Regions from separate parts of the Mus musculus genome. Here regions 2 and 3 are each linked to region 1. A link is a contact called in public Hi-C and HiChIP or PLAC-seq data. All regions are on one chromosome and are shown on one strand. The core of a region is the stretch at or near the end of the contact, and the rest is flanking DNA. Distances in the headings are between cores, read along the strand shown.

Region 1 (4,745 bases), core at 661-3,160:
TTTAAAACACCATAAGGCAATTGCAAAGAAAGTAACCTGAGATAAAAATTTTAAATGTAAGAGAGAAAAATATCAATATTACATAGAGGTAGGAATTTCTAATAAATGAAAATGATAATTACCATAGTAGAACAAATAGATGAAGGTCAAGAATAAGCCATCTGTAGAAGTACAGAGAAATACACATCTTTAGTATATGTGGATCAAGGATCAGCTCATTAATAAAGAGCTACAGTGACTCTTAGCACCAGAACTCACTACTTATCAACCTGGCAAAGGCAAGTGACTGACCCTAGTTGCTGCCATCACTTTGGAGACAGGCTTGTGCATACTGACTCGTAATAAGTAGCATGAACCTGGAGATTGCTTACACTCGAACACAGCGATCACACTTTTCTAATTTCTAAGATATGCACAGCTGAGGCGTTTTAGTGGTTGCGCCTAGCGATGAACGATTCTCAATAATTTAAACAATTTCCCCAAAGCTGGCTTACGTAGAGTGCTCAGAACTCAGCATCCTAAATGCAAATGAGCACCACGGAGATTTCTTTAAACGTTTTAAATCATAGAATCTTTTTTTGAAGGGGGAAGATATACTGCAAGTAATTAGTTTGCTCTCTGACATGTTTTGAGATATGTAGGCATCATGTCGTATTGTGGACTGAACTGCCAAGTGATTTGTAGCAACACTGAAAACTGCAGCCAAACTCAGCTAATATTCCAAATGTGTAAAAAAAAAAAAAGGTTGTATTTAGCCCGTGGGACAGCAAATGAATTGAATAGTGTGAGGACTTTAAATGCACTTTAGAGAGTTAATTAAGGCAGAGAAAAAACGTGTATGATATTTAGTGATGTGAAAAACAAAGCTATGTATGGCGTGTAATATACTTTGAGTGAAATATACATTTACAAATACATATGTATATTTATTTACATGTGCCTAGAGATGTGCGCAGGGGGAGAGAAAACTCAAAATGTTAATAGATGTAACTGCTGACCTGTGATTATTCGTGACTCTAATTTTCTGTCTTGATTTATTTCGTTATCCCTTAATGACTGCTAATTACTTTGATTTGAAGGCAAACGTCATGCTTTTAAAGTTATTGCCAAAGATCTGTCTTTTATACTCCTGTTAGTTGTTATTGAATGCATCTCCTCCCACCCCTCTGTTCCCTTCTCACTTTTCTAGTCTCTAGTCTCTACAGAGCCCTGTTTAGGCTGCCAATTATTTTAAAATGTGACTGCAGTTGGTCTAATGCAGCTGCTCTCACTGCTTCAAGGTGACATTGATTTTTTTTTTCCTTTAAGCGAACGTTTCTTTTGGTGCAGAAAACAATACCTCTTACAGGATCTGTTGCATTTTAAAAGTGTGTGTTTAGATGATGTGAGTTCCATGAATAATTTACTGAATAATGGATATGCTACGTGAAATCTAACCCTTCCTGGTTCTGAAGACAGCATGTTACATGAATGGCAGGCCAGCAAGGGCTCTGAGTCTTGGGAAAATACCTTGTTCCCCAGTTGCCTGGATCTCATCTCATGCGCATTCCCAGCCACGTGCTTGCCAGATCCTATCGGTTCCTAGACCCAGTCTTTTCCATTTTCACTCCCTTGAAGAATTCCTGATGCTCTCTTGTAGTTCAAAACCAATCTCACTCTTTGTTATGTTGTTACAGCAACAACAACAACCCCCAACCCCCCCCCCCCCCCCAAAAAAAAACCAGGGCTGCGGAGATGACTCAGTGAGTGGGTAAGAGAGCTTGTGGCTCAAGTCTGAGGGCCTGAGTTCCGAGGCGCAGCACTCAGCCCTTGTGGCTGTGCGCTTCTATAACACCCCTCCCCCTACGCTGGGGCCACGGAAGGCACTGGAGACTCGAGCTTGCCAGTTAGCCAGCCTCCCTGAAAGAATGATGAGCTCGGGTTCAGTGAGGTAACCGGTCTCCAGAGGCTGAGGGAAGTGCTACCTCCTCCATGTGTGAGCATGCACGCGCGCGCAAACACACACACACACACACACACACACACACACACACACACACACACACACACACACACCGCCCCCTGCTCTAGATGATGAATCTAAAGAGAATTTGCACTTATCCCCCATTAGCAGAACAGCCCTATCTCAGGTCCCAGGAGGGATGTTTCTTTGTCTTCTCTTTAGTGTCCCACTTTCCCTCTAACTTAGGTCCTTCATGCTTTCAGGAGGCAGAGAGGATTCTCATGTAGGACAAAGGAGAGAAACAGCTTAGCATCAACATTTAGGGATGTGGTGTCAGTCGTAGGTAATTTGGTCCACAGTGAGATGACAGGACAAAGGGCTCTTCCTGCAGGGTTAGGAGTATCCCTTAGTGGTGAAGCACTTGGCTAGTAAGCCCAAGGCCCCTTGTTCAAGCTCCAGGGATGGCAGCAGCACCCCCCCCCACACACACACTCACACACACACATAGAGAAACATAATAAAATTATCACGTGGATATCTCTTTAGGATTCAGAAATTCATAGGTCAGTTTATGATTTTAAAGTTATGCAAAGGTGTAAACATTTGCATATTTTACTTTCAAGGCCGGGAATTCTGTACAGTAATCCTTACTGGTACCTCTACTTTGGTTTAAGGGATGGTAGGTGTCGAAGTCCCCTACTGCTCCACTGCAGTTCAAACCCACCTTTATACACTTTAACATCGTTAGTCAACTCAAAATATTTCTGGGAATTTTCTTTGTTGCTTTTATCAAACAAAACACATTAAAACAAAATAAATAACCCAATGACCTCTACTGCTTTCCTCGGTGGATGGATTTTTAATAACATCCCCCTTTTAACTACTCCTTGTTACTTTAAGTGAGAAACACACACAGCAGTCTTGTAATCAGCCAGTGACTCCTCTGGGCATTCACTCCCCACCTCTGCATTCCTTCTGCCTCTTCCAGAGCTTTCTTCTCCCACCTCCCCTGGGCTGTCTGCTTTGTCATTATAACAGCAGGTCAAATGTCACTTATTTAGTCACTGTCACGCAATGGGAATATCCTCTTCCCCCTGCCCCCACTCCTGCCTTTTCACTTTCCTTCCTCATTTTTCTTGCAGAGCGTGCTGGGGTCTAAAATCCGCTTTATTTTCTTCTTTACTTAGCTGTTTATAGTCTATCAGAGGACTGTCCCCATCTCTTCTTATAGCTGCTGGAAACCAGCAAGAGTAGCAGGTGCATGCATCACAGTGCTCGTGATCTGAGGGAGTGGGCGGGGTCAGCGAGTGAAACGGAACTCCAATAGGCTAAAGCCGAATCCTCACCTTTCAGTGTCCCTGTTCTCCTTAGTCATGCTGCAGGACATGCATCAGACACTTGCACTCACCTTATTGCTTCGAATACCCATGCCTTATTATCACCTTTCCAAAAGTGTGCTTAACTAAGGTTTGCTCAGCAAGACCTGTCTGAGTAACGCTATTTAAAATTCCAAGCTGCTGCAACTGGGGCTAAGGGTGCTCAGTCAATACGCTGTTTGGCTTGCAAGCACAAGGATCTGAATTTCATCTGGAAATCAGCATAAAATTGCAGGGCACAGTACTGGGGACCAGGACTTGGAAGTGGGAGGCGGGCAAATTCCTGAGGCTCCATGCCCAGCCAGATTAGTCTGTTTAGCCAGTTGCAGGCCAGTGAGAGACTGGCTCAGATAAATGAATGAATGGATGAATGGATAAATGAACGAATGAAGGTGGCTGTTACCTGAAGAACAGTACCCAATGTCTTCTGGCTCCCACATGCAAATGTACAGACACATGCGTGTGCATGCGCACACATGTGCATACATGCATGTGTGCACACACACTTCAAATTTTTCCTGCACAAAAATCAGGTAAATTCTGATCTGTCTTATGTGTTGATGTTCCTCTTAAAACACGTGTTGCCCTTGAAGGACTTAGCTGGTGGTTATTCACTGTGTTGTGATGCCTCCTTCTTTTTGTTCCCTAGGTCCCTCCCCACACCTGCTTGCTCTGTACCCCATGGGTCCTTGTGTGAGCACCTGTGCTCTCTGCAGGATCACCCCACCTTGACTGCCCCTCACCCAGTCTTTTGTTCTTAAAGGTGACTCTGACCTGCCTATCACCCCCTCTTCACCTCTGACCGGTCCTGTGCCACATTTCTCTGGATTGTCACAAGCACTTCTGCCTGTGGATCCTAGTGGATCTTGTGTGATCAGAACAGAGTCCAATACAAAAGAGATGACAAGGACTGGAGAGATGGCTCAGTTGATAAAGTGCTTACGGCACAAGCAGGAGGGCTTGATTCTTGATTCCCAGCATCTGTGTAAAATCTCAGTTGTAATGGCAAACATTGGCAGATATCTGTAATCTCAGTGCTTCGGAGAGAGAAATGGGGCTTGCCAGTCAGTCAGTCTACCCAGTTAGAGTTCTTGTCTCAAGAGAAAGAGAGAGAGAGACAGAGACAGAGATAGAGACAGACATGACACTTAACATCTACCATACTGTATATGTGCACACACACTCAAATGTGCATGGACACTCACATGTACAAATGTATGTTCATATGCACACATCATACACACAAAATTAAAAATATGTATATTTTTTATATACAGAAAAGTGCAGCTTTATTCCACTCCGAGATCCTTCATTTGTTGCCTAAAGTCCATGTTAGGAGATCGTATTACTAAGTAACTGTTCTCTCGATTGTCTTTGTAGCTTTAATATGCTTACGGTCATACAAAATTTAGATGGTGTCCTTTGGT
Region 2 (4,745 bases), core at 1,495-3,994, 120 kb before region 1:
GAGTGCTAGAGTTACAAGCATGAGTCGTATTCCCTGACTGCTACTCATTCTGGAAAGTACCATTACCATCATTTCATCCTGAAGGAACCAGTCTGGAGAATAAGTATGACCTTAAGACGCAGACACCTCTGGGGAAAATGTACATGAAGATCTATGTGTACATGTATATATCTCAGACCTATGAAAAATGTGCGTGGCAGATGGGAAACACTTTATAAGGAAATTTTCAATATTTTGAGAAATAATAATAAGATAATACGGCTGTTTGATTTAACATAGAAATATTTATCATGTGTATTGAGATGCTATCAAAATGAAAATTAAGAAGCAAAAAATATATTCTTCACAAGTGCTTGCGGGGCAGGAGCGAGAACACACAAATGTGGCACATTCATGAAAGCTGTGGAGGAGAGGGTTTGACCCAAGGAGAAAAACACAGAGAGGAAAAAGGCTCATGGTTCCTGTAGGGAGTGCAGAAGGAGCTGCCTAGATGCCGATGGATAGGAAGTACTCTGTGGACAGAGGGCAGGAACACAAGACAGGTTGTGAGGGGTGCAGGAGGGGGCTCCGGGGTGATCAGGGGCTTCTAGGAGCATCCCTATCCCCCCTCCCTTACCATCTCACCAGAACGACTGCCATTTGGACATGTGCATCATTCTCTCTCCTCCACACCACCCCTCTGTGTAAGGACCGAGAGGGAAAGGACCTCAGTTTCCTTGAGAAACTGACTGAACTGTGCCAGAAGGACTACAGATGTGGGTAATAGAGCCTCGAGATCAAGTCAGCTCGATTTTGCCATTTGGTGGCAGAGGTGATGGGTGGCATAGAACCAAGCACAAAGACCTGAGTTCAAATTCTCAGCACCTGCCTGGTCACCTAAGAGCCTATAACCCTGGTGCTGTGGAGGACGGTGGGGATAGGCTGACTGCTGAGGGTAACCAGCCACCAGCTCAGTTCCAGACTCAATGAGAGATGCGGTCTCAAGGGAATAAGTCAGAGAATGACAGTGCAGGACACTGGAATCCTTCCTTAGCTTTTGTGCAATACACACACACACACACACACACACACACACACACACACACACACACACACACACACACACTATCTGGGACATCTGCATCATAAGAAATGAGAAGGTTATTTTTGCCTTAACTAAAATTCATACCCTGACATTCTAGACTTGTAGTAACGGTGCCAAGTTGTTTCTTTGGAAAGTGGTTAGTCACAAAGTTGGATCTCACATTCATGGATTATCCCCCTTTTTAGGGAAGACCTGGATGTCTGTCCCACCCCTTCCCGCACTGTGAAGACACAACATAAATGACAGAAGTCTACAATTAAGTCTTTCCCTCTAAACCAAATCCACTGGTCTGTGATGCTCTAATTCCCATGAACGGTAAGGAGCAGTACTCTTATTCTTGTTAACACCCTGAATTCACAGCATTTGTTATAGAAGTCTTAATGATCTAATGTGCTAACGCCATAGAACAAGAGCCAGATGTATGATACTATTAGAATCTATTAGAATATATCTATATAAATTAGAAAATACAAATGATCGAAAAGCACCAGGAGATGAATTGCTGTATAACAGCTATATATCTGGTGACAGCTTCAATGTAATAGAAAGGCAACCAAAAGCTTAGGAAATACACTGGAAAGTGTTTTAGCACCTTTACTGAGAAGTAAATTGTATTTGACAAGATACATTTACTCTAGTAAATTACATGACTTTGAATATTTCCATACAATTGTGCACCCACCCAAGTAATGGGATTTTGGGAAATTTCAACACTCAAAAGTTACCTTGTGAGGGCATTTCCTCCCCATGTTCCCTCTTCCCTTCAGTTTAAGCGCACAGTTCCAAATTATGTTTCCAGAAACAAATGACAAACCCAATTGTCATTCTTTTGTGAAAGTTCATCTTGTAAGAGGATGTTTTTTAAGGGTAGCCATGTTGCATTTTGATTGTGAGCGCTGTTTCTAAATAAATGTCATGTGGCTCCAGACAGCGGATGATTTATTAAACAAGATGGACTCCACAGATGTGGAAGGAGTGCAGTCATCAGGTTCTGCAGTCCAACTGACTGGTAACTGTGTGAAGAGGAGCTCGTGACCTTCCTGCTCATACAGCAGGCTGGTATTCTGAAAGAACGTACCCCACTGGGTATGCGCGTGCCTGTAAACCCAGCCTTGATGCAGGAGGATGCTGAGTTCAAGAGCAGCACAGGCTACATATTAATTAATTAATTAGTTAATTAATTAATTAGAAAAATGAGACTACAACAGACTACTTGAGTCTTGGAGATCCCTTAGCATTCTTTGTGTCTGTGAACAAATGAGAAATTGTTCCAGGCTCCCTAGGGACGGTCCAATTTTTGCATGTGGTTATCGACACAGCTAGATCTAGAGTCAATGCCTGAGCCCTGTCTGCTATCATTTCAGTTGCATACTGCAGCTTCCCCAAACTTTGAAACAGACATTGGGAAAAGGTGATAAAACTGTGATATATACACATGAAGCAGTCACAATAAAACTTACCTTTTTGAATAATGAACACACACTAAAGAGCAAAACAAAACAAACAAACAACAAAAACCAAACAAAATACCCAGACTTTAAAACCGATCTACAGAGAAACAGCAAATCTACAAAACACAGTTGTCAGGAGAACATGACAATGCATTTATCTGACTTAGGTGATTTTCTTTCCCGATTCTGCCGACTCCAATCGCTGTGCAGGCTGTGTTACCATGGTGACAACTACAGATTATTCTCCTGTCCTCTCTATAAACCTCAGACTTCAGGGTCTACAAGTCCCTAGACATTGATCTCAGACTCTTCATTTCTATTTTTCAAAAGAATATCAATCCATAAATCTTAGGAAGATATAAAGAGAGAGAGAGGGGGGGGGTAAGATGAGGGAGTTCTTCAAATTCTCACACTGGGTTTAGATGAGACATGCGCATAGATGCCAGCCAGGGTGCTTTAATCTGTAACCCTGAAGCCACAATAAGAAAAGAATATGCTTTTCTTCCCTTCTTTATAACTAATCCATGAATTAAAAAAATAGGTGGGTGCATAAGTTCATTGTATTATGGGAGGGGGTCTGATTTGATAGATAAAATATGGCCAATCATCCGGCTATTTATGATTCAGCCCCATCTGGCAGGAAGGACAAATTTATGCAACAGTTCCAACTAGTAATTCTTCCCTCAAATGCCTGGTTCTGCAGGTTTCTGCCCGGAGGCTGCTGGGTATTCACATCTGGATTAGGCACAAGCAAGCCGTACTCTTCCAGACCCTCACTACGATCACCGAGAGACAGCACGGCTCACTGGCCCTGTCTGTTGCGTATTTTCTACCCTTTTACTTCTTTTGAATCACAGAATATCAGGTTGTCTGAGCATCGGGGAGGCCAAGCATGGTCAAGGCCAGCTCAGAGGTGGAGTGAACCTTGTGAAACATTCTTGCCTCATCCCTGGGGTAGCCCTTCTGTCTTTGAAACGGAGCCAGGCCATCACTTTCTACAGCTGCCGCCTGTCCATGTCGTTCACAGCAGACAGCCGTGGCCCTTACTTAAGCCATCTTTCTAAATTTCTCTTTGGAAACCGAATTGGAAGTCAATTTTAATTTGGATGACTTCTAAAGTAAATCCTAATCATCGTAATGGGCAAAACATTTTTTTTCTTTTTTCTTTTTGGCAAGAGGCAAAAGGGGCCACTTTGAAAATTGAAATACCTCAGGCCTGTTCAGAAGTGCATCTGTTATGCTAACATGATTTAGTGGCTCTGTTATTAAATTTGTAGGATAAAGTGAAACTGAAAGATGCATGGGGTTTGTGTGTGTGTGTGTGTGTGTGTGTGTGTCTTCTTTTTCCTTCTGGATAATATAATAATAAAAAGGGAATTGCTAGTTAGCAAGCAGGCATCCAGCCTGTATCTGAAGAGAGATCTCCAAAACAATATTGTTCTTATAATTTTTTCAGTGGTGGCTATCTACGTTACATAGCTACGTTAAGGATGATATATTTATTCGTATATGGTTTAAACATTCTTGACCCTGAATATTTAAGCTTTAAAAACAACCCCAGACTATATATTTAAACTTTGTAGTGTGTGTGTGTGTGTGTGTGTATGTGTGTGTGTGTGTGTGTGTGTGTATGTGTGTGTGTGTGTGTGTGTGTGTGTGTGTGTGTGTGTGTGTGTGTGTGTGTGTAAGAGATCTTACTGGTATAATAATTCCCCAGAACATTCTTGTGCTTTGGCCATAACAGGGAGTGTGAAAATTTAGACAGAGTATGACCTAGCTGAGTGACCTTGGTCAGTATTCCTAAACTCTCTGAACATCATCAATTCCTTAATTGTAAAATGAAAATAATTCTCCTCTCTGTGAAGACCTAAGGACAGAGATGTATCAGGTTCTTTAGACACGGTGTTTAGACACTTGTCTGCGTGCCAGCTACCACATCTCTAAGATGAGAATGACTCCGGGATTCAAGTCCTTGGGATTCTGTGGTGATGAAGTGAAATTATCCAAGAGAATCGCTTTGCATAGTGCTTGGCCCATAGACATTATTAATAAGCAGTATTGATTAGACAAAGTATCTTAAAACAAGTTCTCCTTTCTCCTTTCCCCCTGGGATATCCTCCGAGGATAATTCTTACATGATTATGAGTTCATTCCCCGTCAACCCTTCTGGGTGGAGTGTCAGGGCTTATCTGCTAATGTTTCTTCTATGA
Region 3 (4,745 bases), core at 656-3,155, 74 kb before region 1:
AAAAGCAAATAAAATGTTCAATTTAAAATTAAAACTATTGAGCATAAGTCAGAATGTTGATGAATTTAAATTATAGCTACATACGAATATAGGTGAAGCAAATTATAATTTGTTCAGTGACAGAATGTCTCTTGGTACAGTCGTTTGGTTCCCTTAAAAAGACAGTGCAGCTTATTCTTGCTGTAACAGCCTTACAGGAAGTGACTGCCTCCTCAAGAGCTGTATGCTTTGAGTCTGGCCAACAGAAAGACAGCATTACTCAGGAGACCTAGATAGAACCAGTTTACAGATAAAGAGATCAAACCTATATTTGCCTATATGTCTAGTTCTATATGTTTTTATACATACACGCTTGTCTAGATCTAGATATGAGGGTATCACACTTTACATATGTAGATAAATATATATTAAATTTACATTTCTATCCAGATTGAATGCATGTATATTATCCATAGACTTAAAGTAAGTGCACCTATATTCTAGTGTGCCTATATCTAGTCTCAGCCAGAGGATGGCAACAGTAAGCTGTAACAGAAAGAGAAGAGAAGCATGACCTGGTGTTTGTCCTTGGCTTTATAAAAGAGAACCATCAGATGAAATACTAAAAATGAAAACTTCATCTGCTTGTCAGACATACAGACGCTTGAAACAAAAATTTAAACCTATTGCTACGCCCCCAGCAACTCAAAAGTACTATTCTTTGGTGCATATTTGGGCTTTTTCATACAATATATTTTGGTTCCCTCCCCCAGTTCCACCCTCCTCCCCGATCTTCTCCGTAGTCACTCTTTAAAGCTGAAGTAGGTTGGTAAACCTGTATCTGTAATACTTAGGATTCTGTTCGTAACTGAGCTGGGGAGTCAGGGCTCTGAGCCTGTCTCACTAGGCCAGCTTTGGTTTAAGTGGGGAAGGCTGTTCGCAGCAGCCTCTGCAGTGCCTGTAGGGTCTGGACCAAGTCTGCAGAGATCCTGTACCTGTACGCGGCGATCTCGATGTCCAGGGCCATCTTGACGTTAAGGAGATCCTGGTATTCTCGCAAATGACGAGCCATTTCCCACTTGGTTCCCCGAAGTTCATTTTCCAACTGCTGGATGGTGTCCTGAAAGGTACAGGGAGTCTCTAGAAACTTCCTTCACAAGACACTTGCTATTCCCTGCCCCGAGCCCTTTCCTACCCACCCCCGGAATTCCCCCTTCCCCGCCAGTCCCATGAGCCTCGCAGACATCCCTCCTAGCTATCCCTCCTTCTTTTATGATAGTAAAATTCAAAACAAAGCAACAAAAATCAACCAGACAGTTCCTAGGCACAACACACACGGAGACTGGCAAGCCTAGAATGCCCCTAGAAGGGAGCACTGAGGAATCTGAGGAAGGTCCCTAGCGGACTTTGCCCCCCCCCCAATCCCCGCCCAAATTTTGGACTGAAGCCAGCTTTGAGAGCTCCGCCCATCGCGGCTGGAGGCGGGGGGGGGGGGGAGTGGAGAGTAAGGGGGTGAGGAGGAGGGGTGGAGATATGGGTGGGGGAGGGGAAGGGGAGCGAAGAAGGAGGCAGGAATACAAGAGACTATCTGTGCTCCTGCTTATTAAACGGTGTGTTTCTCAACGACCAGAATGTGCCTTTTTACTTTTACAGTAAAATCTATCGTAGGAAAGCAAGTTTTTGAAGGAGATGGGAATTTCTAAGTAGTTGCGGCAAGTGGGTGGGACAAGGAGGAGGGGCGGAGCACAGACCTTGGGCTTTGGCTAACCCGCGTCTGCGAAGCTCGTGCGCGCACTGGAATGCGGCCACCAGGGAGCGCGACCAAGAGGGCCTCTGGGCGCGCTCTCGAGTGTCGTGTCGGGGGCGCGCGGCGCTGGCGCTGGCGCAGGCCGGCCGCGCAGCCGCGGTTCCTACCTGGTAGCTGCTGAGGTCGTGGTTGTGGCGCTCCTCGATGTCGCTGAGCTGCCGCTCCAGGGACTCCTTAGTGCCTCGCACCGACTCGAGCTCGATGCTCTTGGACTGCAGCTGGCGCCGGTACTCGGCGATCTCTTCCTTGGCAGAGCGAATGGCCTCCTTGTTCTGCTCGGCCGCCTCGGTGAGCTTGGCGTAGCGGCATTTGAACCACTCTTCGGCCTGGTGCATGTTCTGGTCTGAGTGACACTCGAGCTGGGAGCGGATCTCCTTCAGCGCCGTGGAGATGTCTGTCTTCAGGTAATCTTTGCGCTCTACCGTGATGTGCGACGCCTGGATCTGAGCCAGCAGGTCGGCCACCTCCTCTTCGTGATTGCTCCGCAGGAAAGCCACCTCATCCTGCAGCGACTGCACCTTCTTGTCCAGCTCCACCTTAACCATCGACGACTCTTCGATGTCTTTGCGCAGCGCGCGAATGGCAGCCTCGGTGTCGTCCCGCAGCCGCGCCTCCTCCTCGAAGCGCTCCTTGAGCCGGTGGATGTCTTCCTCCAAGTGATCGGAGTCCAGCTGCACTTGAGCCTTCTCGTGGTTCACCATCTCGAGGGTGGCGCGCAGCTCTCGGATCTCCTGGTCGTAAGCATCACCCAGCTGGGCGTGCGAGGCCTGCTTCTGCCGCAGTGCCTGGATCTCTGCTTCGATCTCCTTGTTCTGTTGTTCCAAGTAGTGCACTTTCTCGATGTAGCCGGCGAAGCGGTCGTTCAGCCCCTGCAGCTGCTCTTTCTCGTTAGAGCGGGACAGTTTGTAGTCGCCGCCGGAGCCGCCGTTGAGCAGCGACGAGGACTGGCTGAAGTCGAGGCTGCTCTCGGCCGAGCTGAGCATAGCCGAGCTGTAGGCGAGACGCGGGGCGAGCGCGCTGCGCTTGTAGGAGGAGGACACGGTGCTGGGCGAGCCGCGGGACCAGGACTGCGAGCGGAAGCCGCTGGACGGGGAACCGCTCACGCGGCTGAAGCTGGAGCGGGTCTCGGTGACCCGCCGGTAGGCGGACGGGTTGCCCAGCGAGTCCAGCGTGTAGCTCATCTTGGAGGCCTTGGGGTGTGTGGCTGTCACAGCGTTCTGCCGGCCTCGCCGCAGCCCCTTTATAGCGGAGCAGCTGGTCCCGGGCCAGGGCCCCGCCCCGTGGAGGCGGCGGCCGAGGAGGCGGGGACTGCGGGTACCGGGCCGGGGGTGGGGGGAAGGGGGAGACAAGCCTTGCGGTGATTCAGCGGCCGCTCCACGTGGGCCCGCACCACACTGGACCCCACACTTGGGTGTCGCCGGGCCGGCCTTTTCCTAGCGTCCCCTTGAGTTCCAGACCTCTTGTCACCCGGTAGCTTGCCCTTCTCTGCTTTTTCACCAGCAGTTTGCAGTTCACAGCTTTGGCGCAAGTGCCCTTTCCCAGCGCCCTTTCTTTGTCTCGCCACTCTCGGCCCTCTGAGCAGCTCTTCTCTGGCTTCCTGACTTTCGTCTGGCCCCCTACCTCTTAGTCTCTTTCTTCCTTACTTTTGGCCGTAGGGTCCGCTGTTCTTTATCACACACACCCCTCCCACCTCTCCACGAGGCCCTTCTCCCTCTACTTTTTTTTTTTTTTCTTCATCCGGCATTTCCCTTGAAGCCCTTTCCCCTGGGACTTTTTTTCTTTGCAGCCTCGACTTTCACCCCTTAACCCCCAACTCTCTTTTTGTTCCCCCATCCATCCTTGTCTTTCTTGTCTCCCCCCCCCCCCACTCCTCGTCTTAAAGCAGCAAGAGATGAGCTGAGAGTTATGCAGAAGAAAAAAAAGAGAGAGTTTTTGAGGAATGGCCCGCCGGAAACCTCCGGAAAGGGGACAAAGAAGACAGGCCGGGGTAGTCATTTGTGTTAAAAGTGGAAAGTGGCACTCCAGTCTGCTTAACTGTTGGGGGACGACTGCAGCTTCCAGCAGGTAAGGCGCTGTGACGCCCAAGGATCCGGCAGCACCAAGGACAGCGCCCAGGCGTGCCCATGGGATTCTGCTGGGTTCGCAGCCTACCAGAGTCCAGAGGAGGGTCACTTCTGGCTCATCTCCTCCAGTGAATACTATTAAACCTGTTTGTAGGGGCTGTTTGTTTGTAGGGAACAAGCTGGAAATCCCACACTAAGACAGTGCAGAGTTGGCACAATGAACAGACTGCAGATTTTGAAATCAACTAAAAGCCATTCAACTCAGTTAAGGAAAATAGAGACTTGAAACCCAGTTTGACTTTACCAATAAGTGAGGGATGTTAGGGAAGGAGGAGACACAAGGCCTGAAATTTGAAGGTCAACTACTCACCGGGAAGGGGAAATCCGAGATGAAAAAAAAAAAAAAACCCAGGGAGATAGTGTGTATGTTAAGTTTGAAAACTGCATAGTCATCTTTCTGTCTGGGTACTACTTACGTGTACTGTTACAACCGACAGGGCAACTGAATTAGTTTTAAATTAATTGAAAGGTAACTGGACAGCCTCATCTCAGTCTTGAATAAGCCAGGTGGTCCCTCTGCCCCCATTTAAAAACGCAACCTATTTCCTTATGTTGATTTTGATGACCGATTTGGACCCACCATCCCTTAAGCATGCTTATTTAAACAAACATTCTACAGGGGTTTCCTTTGACTGTATATTTGAACTGAAAATGTCCTTCTATTTTGGATTACAGTTTGGGAAGATTCAGAGTGAAAAAGTTCAGAGTCTTGACAGAGAAAGTGAGAGATGGACTGCAGTCCTGCGGGGGTGGGGGTGGGGGTGGGGTGGGGGGTGTCACAGGAAGGAGTGGGCGTTGTGAAATGCTTACTGTGGGTCAGAATAAACCAGCGCTTG

What was found. Hi-C and Micro-C count contacts between places; a contact is called where the count stands out from the background. HiChIP or PLAC-seq counts read pairs in DNA pulled down with a chosen protein or histone mark.
Region 2: a contact with region 1 is called in a Hi-C map of the N1E-115 cell line, with 5 times the contacts expected there. The contact joins two enhancer-like sites. A contact is called at or near these places in 1 of 484 Hi-C or Micro-C datasets (the N1E-115 cell line), 4 of 115 datasets of contacts at active chromatin or transcription factors (differentiating embryonic stem cells and embryonic stem cells) and 2 of 9 other capture datasets (adipose tissue and pancreatic islet).
Region 3: an H3K4me3 HiChIP or PLAC-seq map of neural tube shows a contact between it and region 1, with 2.3 times the contacts expected there. The contact joins the promoter of A230070E04Rik here to the enhancer-like site in region 1. A contact is called at or near these places in 1 of 39 promoter capture datasets (pre-B cells), 1 of 484 Hi-C or Micro-C datasets (nephron progenitors), 3 of 115 datasets of contacts at active chromatin or transcription factors (differentiating embryonic stem cells, embryonic stem cells and neural tube) and 1 of 9 other capture datasets (adipose tissue).

The regions. Positions count from the first base shown.
Region 1 is chr14:68,195,766-68,200,510 of GRCm38.p6, forward strand. No RefSeq gene overlaps it. Among named protein-coding and RNA genes, the nearest start is that of Nefm, 73 kb to the left of the region's middle. Within about 2 kb of position 1,911, at least 36 of the 459 cell types and tissues checked have an H3K27ac peak or open chromatin away from gene starts, as enhancers often do. A contact at or near this core is called in the N1E-115 cell line, differentiating embryonic stem cells and neural tube, where this site is marked.
Region 2 is chr14:68,071,382-68,076,126 of GRCm38.p6, forward strand. All of the region lies in intron 1 of Gm31107 (a long non-coding RNA gene), which reads right to left. Among named protein-coding and RNA genes, the nearest start is that of Gm31107, 7.1 kb to the right of the region's middle. Within about 2 kb of position 2,745, at least 3 of the 459 cell types and tissues checked have an H3K27ac peak or open chromatin away from gene starts, as enhancers often do. A contact at or near this core is called in the N1E-115 cell line, where this site is marked.
Region 3 is chr14:68,121,847-68,126,591 of GRCm38.p6, forward strand. A230070E04Rik (RIKEN cDNA A230070E04 gene) reads left to right here and starts at 1,906. Exons shown (of 3, transcript NR_045897.1): 1 at 1,906-2,982; 2 at 3,672-3,850. Nefm (neurofilament, medium polypeptide) reads right to left here and starts at 3,158. Exons shown (of 3, transcript NM_008691.2): 1 at 1,894-3,158; 2 at 975-1,099. The coding sequence starts at 2,967.